Linked DNA regions of Sus scrofa: region 2 is linked to region 1. A link is a contact called in public Hi-C data. All regions are on one chromosome and are shown on one strand. Each heading gives the region's core, a stretch centred on a gene start, on an enhancer-like site or on the middle of the called end of the contact. The rest is flanking DNA. Distances are from core to core; before and after follow the strand shown. Region 1 holds the start of DTD1 (D-tyrosyl-tRNA(Tyr) deacylase 1). Region 2 holds the start of RBBP9 (putative hydrolase RBBP9).

Region 1 (5,780 bases), core at 2,339-4,838:
CTTCTGTGGTTTCTTGGATAGCCCTAACCTCAGCCCATTGTCATTTCTGCCCAGAACTCCTTTGAACTCAAGATCCACATCCATTTGGCATCATGGATGTGCTTTGACCACCTGAAACTCATCCAGCACTGAAATCGCTGCCCTCCTACCCTCAAAACTGCCCGCACTTCTCTTTCTAAGTGAGTGCTTCAGTTGTTCAAATCAGAAACCCAGCATAGGTGTTCCCGTTGTGGCTCAGCAGAAACAAACCCGACTAGTATCCATGAGGATACAGGTTCCATCCTTCACCTCGATCAGTGGGTTAAGGATCTGGCATTGCTGTGAGCTGTGATGTAGGTCGCAGATGCAGCTCGGATCCTGTGTTGCTATGGCTGTGGTGTAGGCTGACAGCCGCAGCTCTGATTTGACCCCTAGCCTGGGAACTTCTGAATGCCTTGGATGTGGCCCTAAAAAGGCAAAAAAAGAAACCCATCATATTAGACTTTTCCTTTTCCCTCTCACCCTTCCAGCCCCCACAGCCTGTCATTTCTGCCCTTTGAACACTTCTCAGTTGCCTTTGCCACTGGTCTCTACCATCTTTACTTATGTAGCTACAACTCTACTTAATGTCCCCTTACCTCTACTTTTAGTCCCACCAACTAGTTTCCACACTATTAACCAGCATGACTTTTTTTTTTTTTTTTAGGGGTGCACTCATGGCATATGGAACTAGAGGTCAAATCGGAGCTGCAGCTGCTGGCCTACATCAGCCACAGCAATATGGGATCCAAGCCATGTCTGTGACCTACACAGACATGTAGACATGTGCCTGGCTTTGCCCACATGCCTTTTCCCTTTGCTCCTTCTGCTTTTTATCTTTTCACTGTAAGAGTCATAGCCATGAGTATGACTATATGCTGAAACCTGGGAGTCGTCGTAGCAAACTGCTAAACCTGGTGGTCTTGGGGACCCTGGGTGCACTACCCATGCAAAGTCCATCTGGATATGGAAGGATGGTTATTATAGTGCTGATCTGCATAGGTCAAGCATAGAGGATGAGGACTCTCAAAACATACTTTTTTTTTTTTTTTTTTGTCTTTTTAGGGCTGCACTTGTGGCTTATGGAGGTTCTGAGGCTAGGGGTCCAATAAGAGCTACAGCTGCCGGCCTATGTCACAGCCACTGCAACGTCAGATCCAAGCCACATCTGCGAACTACACCACAGCTCACAGCAATGCTGGATCCTTAATCCACTAAGCAGGGCCAGGGATCAAACCCTTGTCTTCATGGATACTAGGCAGGTTCGTTAACCACTGAGCCACGATGGGAACTCCAAAATATACTTTCTAAAAATTTCAAAACATGAATCCAATTCAGGTATAGAATGAGCAGATCAACTTGTTAATGAAAAATCAAGTAGGATGATAAAGCTTGTTTGAGGAAAATAGAGGACAGGGATTATTTGGGCACTGGAGACAGAAATGTTAGAATATTTCTGGTTAATGTTCCTTAGAAGTGTGATAGGTTTGGACCTGGAACCCTCTACCTGAGTGCTTGCACCTGGACAAATACCTCCTCGAGCAACAAAATACAAATAAGTCATAAGGGACTAAAAATAACTGCACACATGCACTACATTGGGGCAAATGATGAACAGTAAGATATAAAAAGGCCAAAACCCAACTGCCGCTTCTGAGCTGCCAGGAGCAAAGCAGGATACTGGGCATGAGCCCTGCACACAGCACCACCAAGGGGGCTGGCAGATCACCTAAGTCACCCCTCTGTCCCAAAGAACTAATCTGTTCCCACCCTCAGCCCACTTAAGGAATCAGCCTGAGCTCCTGGGAAAGCAAGCAAGAGTACCTATTTTTGTCTTTCCTCTCCTGCTGCATGGATTCCCCTTGAAGCCATTCCTGGGATTCTCATCTGGTCTCAATTTTTTTTTTTTTTTTTTCAGGGCCGCACCTGCAGGATATGGAGATTCCCAGGCTAGGGGTCAAATCGGAGCTGCAACTGCTGGCATACACCACAGCCACAGCAACGCCGGATCCTTAACCTACTGAGTGAGGCAAGGGATTGAACCTGTGTCCTCATGGATGCTAGTCATTCGTTTCTGCTGAGCCACAAAGGGAATGCCTGGCTTCAATGCCTACCGATTCAACAGTCCAAGGACCCAAGTGGGTAAGGGGACATCAGAGTGACTTTCCTGCTTCTGCTGTTTTCTCAAAGTCCTTAAACTCAAACATATTCAATATGCTGAGTTGCCATATATGGGGTAGAGAGTCCTTATAACCTGGGGGGGCCCTGTGGGGCCTTCCTGTGACAGCCCTCCCCTCATCCCATAGTACCCAGATAATAGTATCTGATAAACATTTCTGAGTTGTTTTACAGATGCTAAAACCCCCACCAAATGGAAGAAATTAAATACTTGATCATCCTGAGCAAGTAGCCTCCAGACATACTAGCACCTAAGGATTGATAATTGTGTGTGTGTTTGTGTCTGTCTGTGTGTCTGTCTTTTAGGGCCACACCGAGGCACATGGAGGTTCCCAGGCTAGGGGTCCATTTGGAGCTGTAGCTGCCAGCCTACAGCACAGCTCATGGCAATGCCAGATCCTTAACCCACTGATCGGGCCCTGGGATCAAAACCAAGTCCTCATGGATGCTAGTCGGGTTCGTTAACCGCTGAGCCATGATGGGAACTCCAAGGATTGATAATGTTACCTGTGATGGTGCCCTGTTTCCTCACCATCAGCTAGAGAACTGTGCATGAGCTGATCACATGCCCTGTGACCCCCCTCCCCACCACCTGGTTGAAACCTTTCTGGGAGTTTGGAGTTATTGAGCATGAGACACCTGTTCTCCTAGTAGGGCGCCATTACAGTCAACACTGCACGTTCCCTCACCACAACCTGGTATCAGTAGATCGGCTTTACTACACATGGGCAAGCAGACCCAATTTTGTTTCCAAACCCCATCACTCTACACCCACAAGTACTGTTACACTGTAAGGGGACACATGAGAGGGGCTTGTTTTTATCAGTGATACTAATTTGTCAGGGTAATACTTGTACAGTCCTTTCAGCTTCTAAGCACTTGTATATTTTATTCAAATCTTTTAACGATCCTGTGAGAGAGACTAAGCATCAGTATTAGAGAAGGGATTAGAGTAACATAGTCATGTATCTGCAGTGTCCTGACATGGCTAAGTCAAGTGAATACGGAAACACTTAAATGGCTGCTTTAGGCAGTAGATCCTCTTCTATCTGGCTTCTGAGGAACCACTGAGACAGGAAGACAAGGGAAAAAGAATTTGGGAGGGTCTGGGGCCTGAGGGGTGGAAAATGAAAAGAGAAACACAATTAGGATTAGGAGTCTGGACAACAAAGCTGGGATTTAGTTACGACTGGTTCTTAGGCCCGAGATGTGAGAAGAAACAGGTGCAGAAACTGCTGTCAGGGCACCTGTGAGTGTGGCTGGGGGTGGGGACTGGGAAGGGGGTTGCTGGATCCCAGCGTTGGGGCGTGGCTCAGCTGTGGGTGGGGCAGGATCGAGAATGGGTGGGGCCTATGACGGGGGCGGGGCTATACTTAGGGCTCAGGTGGGCGTGACCGACGCCGGCGGGAACAACCTGTGGGTGGGCGTGGCCGACGTGGGCGAGCTGCCGACTAGCGGGTCCTGCAGGGCCGCCCGCGCACTTCCTGGTGTCACCCGCAGAGGGCGTCTGTCGCCGCGCCGCCTGGAGAGTCTCGAGGCCGGAAGCCGTCCGGCGCCGCCCCGCTCGCCCCAGCCGCCGCCATGAAGGCCGTGGTGCAGCGCGTCACCCGGGCCAGCGTCACAGGTCAGTCGGGCGGGGCCGGGCCGGGAGGAGCCGCCCCTGACCCCGCGCCCGGCCGACACGGCCACCCCCGCGAGGGTTCCCCCGCGCCGCCCCGGGGCAGCTGCAGCCCTGCGCGAGCTCGGTCCCCGGCGGCGCGCAGCCCCGGCCGGCTTGCGGTGCCGTCCACGTGCCCGGGGGGTCCCGGCGCGGCCCGAGCTGCAGGGTTTCCGCTTAGGGTTCACGATGAACGCGCCTCATTATTTTCACCAGCGTTTCTTTCAGTCCTGAGTGCCAGGTGGCCGAACCTCCTAGCATCCTCTGAGCACCTCTGTGGCCCGTTCTTCGTGGAATGTTGCACAAACAACATGTAGGGAGCATTTCCGGAGCAAGAACTACCCATTTTGCAACCTTCTGCTCGACATTTTCCTTTTGTTGCCCATTTTCTCCATATCCCAGTTTTGATGGAGCTTGACGCCCAGTGAGATGCACAGCTGTGAAGAGTTGTCGGTAGGGGTGAGTTCTGACCGTGTGTCCGCCCACGTGCCCAGCGCCCAGCCCCGGTGCAGCGCGTTCCTGCCCAGGACTCCCCTTCCTCACCGAGCCCTGAAGGGACAGTCAGAATCTAAAGGATTCAGGATGAGATGTTTCTCTTTTCCACCAGTTTCTTGTTGACCAAGCCACCCAACCATTAGTCATCAGTTGATCACTGTAGTCTGGTTTGAGCATCAGGGGTCCAGATGATTAATGGATAGAACGGAGTCGTTTATATTTTTGTTTGTTTGTTTTTTTTTTTTTACTTTTTGGTGGCATCCGCAGCTTGAGGAAGTTCCTGGGCCAGGGATGGAACCCGCGGCCACTGCTGTAAGCACAGCAGTGACAATGCTGGATCTTTAACTCACAGTCACCACACATTTCCTAGAAGGGAGTCGTTTTAAAAAACTCAAGCCAAGATAGTAAAGATATCAGGAAATTTTAAATGACTAATTTTAGATTATCTTCCAGTTTTTTGTTTTTTGTTTTTTTTGTTTTTGGCAGAATTCTAATACTGTTTCATTCAGGTAATCCTAGATAGCCTTTCCTTCAAGCCAGTCCATACCAAGTATGTGTTTTTGTGTCCAGGAAAGTATAAATCTAAAACCAAAACAGCAAAATCCCGAAGAAACAACCAAGCTCAGTAAAACCATATATTTAGATTTGAGATTCTACTTTCCAATCCTGCGTAATGATTTCTAAGCTGTTGTGGTAGCTGGTTTTGGTTATGGTCCTGGAGTAATAGGGAATAGGATAGCTCTGGGCTTTATGGAATTTGAGAACTGGGTTTTTTTTTTTAGCATTTTAGTTAATATATGTAACTTCACTAAAACTGGGAAAATTCATGGAGGAAAATGTCTTTTTTTTGGCTTCTGAGAAGTATCTTGCAGTTTGCTCTGTGTGTTCATCATGAACAGTGAGCAAACTTTGGAGTATTAAATTTTGATCTGAATGGAGAACGTTCCGTTCTGCTGATCTGAAATATTGAAAACATGGTTCAGTGAGATTAGCAGAATAGATTGAATGATTTCAGTTTACTAGTTAAATTGTATGATTTTCGTTATAAACAACAACTAAACCATCCTGCATATTAAAAAAGATAAGGGTGTTAATTGTGGGAAGGTGTTAGCAGAACGGAATTCTCTCAAGGTGCTGGAGGAACCTTCTGGTTAGCCAGGCCTCATATTTGAATTGTAATGGAGAGAGATTTTTCTGATTCCTTTAGAATGGGACTGGCTTCGCCGAGTGTGGCCTTTTGCAAATGGCATTTTATTTCAACAGTTCTAAAATGTCACTTCCGACTTTATGGATGGGACAGATTAGACTATTACAAATCACATGTTATGGTGCTAGTTCATTTTATAAGCTTGGTCAAGCACATTTATTGCAAGTACATTTAAGCAAGTTATTGTGATAATCTAATTTTAAAAGCTTTATGACGGGACATTCC
Region 2 (5,780 bases), core at 1,381-3,880, 61 kb before region 1:
TTTCAAACTGCAGGACCACAATAGGAGATGGGGCTGTTTTAACAGAGCCAGGGTTTTTTTTGTTTGTTTGTTTTTTGGTCTTTTGTTTTTTTAGGCCTCACCTGCAGCATATAGAGGTTCCCAGGCTAAGGGTCTAACCAGAGCTGTTGCTGCCAGCCTACGCCAGAGCACAGCAACGCCAGATCCAAGCCATGTCTGCGACCTACATACACCACAGCTCATGGCAACACCGGATCCTTAACCCAATGAGCAAGGCCAGGGATCAAACCCACAACCTCGTGGTTCCAGTTGGATTCGTTTCTGCTGTGCTATAATGGGAACTCCAACAGAGCCAGTTTCCTGTACTGCTGTTTGAAAGACTCAAATCTATAGTTTTGGTAAAGAGTTTTGTTTTTACTTTTTTTTTTTACCATGTTTTTGTAAGAAAGTACTAAAGAATAATAAGATATAACTCTGAAGCTCTAATGCAAAACTTTCCAAAATCTCTTGACAATACTGTCTCTCAAGTTCACGTCCATCCTTTCTTTCCAAAAAGGAAATTACTGAGACAAGTCATAAGCTTATTCAGAACAAAAGTGGCAGTGTTACATTTTTTAAATATTAGGATCTCATTGAGATGCTATAAAGTTTTTGTCATACCTCTGCCTCGAGACATCCAGAAATTCTAATTGAAAATATTTGACTTTGGAGTTCCCGTCGTGGCGCAGTGGTTAACGAATCCAACTAGGAACCATGAGGATGCAGGTTTAGTCCCTGCCCTTGCTCAGTGGGTTAACGATCCGGCGTTGCCGTGAGCTGTGGTGTAGGTTGCAGACGCGGCTCGGATCCAGCGTTGCTGTGGCTCTGGCGTAGGCCGGTGGCTGCAGCTCCGATTCAACCCCTAGCCTGGGAACCTCCATATGCCATGGGAGCGGCCCAAGAAATAGCAAAAAAAGACAACAACAACAACAAAAAAAATTGACTTGAAGAAGGGAAGATCAAGTTGCTTCCAAAGCTGAAAATTAAATTTCACTGAGCCCAAGCACTCTTCTTGATCCTTACTCAAATTTTCTATAGTGTTTTGGTTTGCATCCTCCTCTCCCAGATACTTGCCATCCTTCACTCTGAGGTCTGTATTCCCTTTGGCTTCTCTACTAAGATATTCTTCTTCTCTACCCAGAAAATGGCAAGATCAAAACCCAACATATGGAGGATTTTTAAAAACACGTTTAAAAAACTTACTTGGGTCAGGCATGTTTTTAGCCAAACACTGGAAACCAGGTATCTATGATATGAGGAGGGGAAAAAAAAGCTATAATAAAGAGCTTAATAACAACTAATACATTGCTAATAAGAAATGTGACACCTGATAACGATCTTTATCAGTTTAGTAAGTATCTGCTTCTATTATGAAATAAAGTGGATTAAGTGCTATAGGATTACATATGAGTAACAATCCTGCCTCATAAGCTCCATCTGTTTGTAGTTCTCTATCCAGCCAGCTCTGCAGATCTCTACATATTTATTATCACCCCTGGCATATACCTATAGGGAGAGAATGAATGAACAGGTTCTAGACAAACTGACCTGGAGCCAATCAGACTGTGCTCCAGGGAGTAGGTAAAATGTGGTACAGAAACATGATACACAAAGCTGGAGATCCCATCCTCCTGGACAGCTCCAGCCCCAACCTTTTGGTTTGTAGCTCTGGCCATGGCTCTCAGCCACAAGCCTGGGATTTTATACTAGAGACCCACTCTGGAGCTCTAGAGGGTTGGCAACTCAGAAAGCAGTCTTATTGCCTGATTAAGGAAGAGGGTTTTAAAAAAAAAAAAATCAAGATGCACAAGACACTCTACAGTAAGAAGCCATTTTTATAGTGCTCACAAAGAAGCCAAACTTAACAATACATTGCTTAAAGCATACATACATAGGTTGCAAAAGTTCATTAATTTCTAGAAGAGGAGCAAATGAAAAAAATTTCCAATGGCAAGGAAATGGGATGGGGGGAGCATTCCAAGGTGGTTTTGAAGGTATTGGTACTGTTCTAGATTTCAGTTTGTTTATGGATTATCAGGTCTTCATTACATTCTGCTTCATAATGCACAGAAATATCTGATACACCCTTAGTACATATTAATATTACGCACTGAAATTTTTAAAAATCCTAGGAAGGTAGCAAAGAAGATAGATGTGGAATTATCTCGAAGTTCCATATCTGAACCCGTAGGAAATACGGGGAGGGGGCTCGGCTCCAGTTTAAGAGGTGGTGCCTGGTACTCTGAGCCCTCGCAGAAGGCTTCCAGGCAGTTTTAGCAACCGCAATACCGACTGCTAGTTGTAGAATTAAAGACAGGGGAGCAGGAACAGGAATGAAAACACACAGGGCTTTGCAGAAGGGGGCCGGTGTAAGGAGGGGACACACGTGCCAACTTCAGTCCTCCGGCCCCTCCAGCTCCAGGCTAACCTCCCTGGCGCAGCGAGATGCGTCTCCTACCTGCTCCAGCCTCTTCTTCACCCAGCCATACCAGCCGTGAGTGGCCACATCGCCACCACCGTTGCCTGGGACAATCACCGCCTTGCTGGGCGAAGCCATGAGCGCAGCGGACCAGCGCGCCGGGAGCCTGGGCTGCGTCCCGGGAAGGCTGACCCGTGGCCTTCTGGGAATTGTAGTTCCAGGTTGCTAGAGCGCATTTATGTATGCTCTGATCCTTTACCGCACACCGCGGTCATGGGCAGACTTTGCCAGTTTCCGTCAGACGTAAATAACCTTTCACTTGCATCTTACTGGCGTCCTCATTTCCTCCCCTTATTTACGACGAGTTGTGATATGCACAGGGTGTGTTATCTCTTTACTAGAATTACTGATCTTCCTATAGAAAAGTGTGTTTTAGACCCAAAGAAGCAAAACACAACCCATTGTATTAATTGAGGACTTCTGGAATCCTTACGATTTTTCCTTCTGATTTCAAAACAGTCCTTTTTTTTTTTTTTTTTTTTTTTTTTTTTTTTTTTGTCTTTTCTAGGGCCGCTACCGGCGGCATATGGAGGTTCCCAGGCTAGGGGTCGAATCAGAGATGTAGTCACCGGTCTAAACGCCAGGGCCACAGCAGCTTGGGATCCGAGCCGCGCTTGCAACCTACACCACAGCTCGCGGCAACGCCGGATCCTTAATCCACTGAGCGAGGCCAGGGATTGAACCCATAACCTCATGGTTCCTAGTCGGATTCATTAACCACTGCACCACGACGGGAACTCCTCAAAACAGTTCTTAATGGAATAATCAATACCACCCATGGTTGTTATCCTCATTGCTTTAAAGGCTGTTCTTTGGGAGTTCCTTTCGAGGCTCAGCGGAAACGAATCTGACTAACATCCATAAGCACGCAGGTTTGATCTCTGGCCTCGCTCAGTGGGTTAAGAATCTGGCGCTGCCCTGAGCGTGGTGTAGGTCACAGCTGCCCCTGGGATCCTAAGTTGCTGTGGTGTAGGCCAGCGGCTACAGTTCCAATTGGAACCCTAGCCTGGGAACCTCCATATGCCAAGGGTGTGACCCTAAAGAAACTAAAAAAAAAATCAAGGCTGTCCTTTTTTTTTTTCTCTCTTTTGGCCACACCCATGTTACACATAAGTTCCTGGATCAAGACTCGAACCTGCCCACAGCAGCAATCCAAGCCTTGGCAGTGACAATGCTGGATCCTTAACTAGCATTGTGCCAGAGGAGAACTCCTAAATACTATCCTTTTAAATAATATCACCATTGGTGTAGGGCACATGAATAACATTTTTACCTAAACCAATTTAGAGATTGGGGAAACTGAGGTACCAATGAAATTATTTACCTATTGTGGAAGAAAATAAGCAATAACTAATCTACAATAGGAATAGAAAAGAGTTTTATTTGAGCCAAACTGAGGATTATACAAATTCCCATTGAGGCTTAATGGTGAAAATTCCAACTAGTATCCATGAGGATTCGGGTTCCATCCCTGGTCTTGTTCAGTGGGTTAAGGATCCAGTGTTACCATGAGCTACAGTGTAGGTTGTAGACTTGGCTTGGATGTGGCATTGCTGTCACTGTGGCTGTGGCATAGGCCAGCGGCTGCAGCTCCAATTCAACCCCTAGCCTGGGAACTTCCATATGCCAAGGGTTCGGCCCTAAAAAACAAACAAACAAACAAACAGCAAACTGAGGACTATAACCCAGAAACCAGCCTCTCAGCCCAGAGGAATTGTTCGGGAGAAGCATGGTTTTCAGCAGTTTTATGTCTTGTCAGAACAGAGAACATCAAACAAGTCAGGGATCCATTTCTTCAAAGTTCAAAAAAAAAAAAAAACAAAAAAACAGATCAGCACTTTATACAGCATATATACAGTCAGTATGGCCTTGGCATCTGGGGAGTCTCATCGTAGAAGAAGTACCAGCATTGGTGCCCTAGGAAGGGAGACATTTCATCTTTTTTGTGGGGGGGATAGGGGAGACCCACGGCATGTGGAAGTTTCTGGGCCAGGGATCAAACCTGAGCCACAGAAATGACAGCTCAGGATCTTTAACTGCTGGGCCACCACGGAACTTCTGAGGTGTCTCATGATGTGTTGTCTAAGCTATGTGAAGCTTGGAGTGTGTGCAATTCTCGAGAACAATTTTAAACAAGTTTCGTCAGTAAAGGCAGGTTACAGGATGTGATTAAGCAAGCTACAGTTGAAAGGATCTAACTGATGGCTGTCCTTGGTTTCATTCTTACTTACAGGGTGGTCAGCACTTCTTTTAAGAAGGAGGAAGAGGGGACAAAGGCCTGGACTCTCACCATTCTCAGACTGTTTATATCAAAAATTATTTCAGAGATAATACAGTTATACCTAAGTCCATCTTACTTTCTTTTCTAATTTTTATCTCTTGGGCAGGCATTTTCTGAGCTTGTGATTATCAGAGAAGAAATCACTTGGTTTCCAAACTGAAGTATTAACATTGCTCTGAATTTTTAAAAATCTGAAAATGTTCATTTATGTCTAAACAGACTTTGTAACATTCCAAGAGCTGCTCTCAAGAACTTGCCGAGGCAGTTTTAGTCTTTCTAAGGGATGCAGCCACTCTGCTCCAAGGCCCTTCTTCTGAATAATATTCTTCTGCCTGAAGTTTTGTTTTTAGGAACGGTAAGCAGGTTGTATCTTAACTCTTCACACTCATTGTCCAAGCATCCTCCCCTCTTCTCTGGTTATTTTTCTATTCCTTTCACATATCATCATTTTTTAACCACTTTGAAGAGAAAGAGGAATAAAAGGAAAACTCTGGAGTATTGAAAGACAAATGAGAGTTAGTCTGGAAAGGAAGGGAAGTGAAGAGAATGTTCTGAGTGGAAAGGAGGATATGCAAAAGAGCATCAAGGCAAGACCCAGCACTCGTGGGCTGGGAAAGACACTATTTCCTTTTTTTTTTTTTTTTAATTACTCAATGAATTTTATTACATTTATAGTTGTACAACAATCATCACAACCAAATTTTATAGCATGTCCATCCCAAACCCTCAATGCATCCCCCCATTCCCCCAACATGTCTCCTTTGGAAACCATAAGTTTTTCAAAGTCTGTGAGTCAGTATCTGTTCTGCAAAGAAGTTCATTGTGTCCTTTTTTTAGATTTCACATGTCAGTGATAACATTTGATGTTGGTGTCTCATTGTCTAACTGACTTCACTTAGCATGATCATTTCTAGGTCCATCCATGCTGCTGCAAATGCCATTATTTCTTTCCTTTTAATGGCTGAGTAATATTTCCTTGTGTATACGTACCACATCGTCTTT

Evidence for each region. A called contact is a pair of places that touch in the nucleus more often than the background predicts.
Region 2: a Hi-C map of skeletal muscle shows a contact between it and region 1, with 3 times the contacts expected there. The contact joins the promoter of RBBP9 here to the promoter of DTD1 in region 1. A contact is called at or near these places in 1 of 5 promoter capture datasets (liver), 2 of 47 Hi-C or Micro-C datasets (both in skeletal muscle) and 2 of 2 datasets of contacts at active chromatin or transcription factors (alveolar macrophages and skeletal muscle).

The regions. Positions count from the first base shown.
Region 1 is chr17:26,807,551-26,813,330 of Sscrofa11.1, forward strand. DTD1 (D-tyrosyl-tRNA(Tyr) deacylase 1) reads left to right here and starts at 3,589. Exons shown (of 6, transcript XM_003134277.6): 1 at 3,589-3,820. The coding sequence starts at 3,778.
Region 2 is chr17:26,747,068-26,752,847 of Sscrofa11.1, forward strand. It overlaps RBBP9 (putative hydrolase RBBP9), which reads right to left and starts at 2,631. Exons shown (of 5, transcript XM_003483900.4): 1 at 2,477-2,631; 2 at 1,222-1,264. The coding sequence starts at 2,575.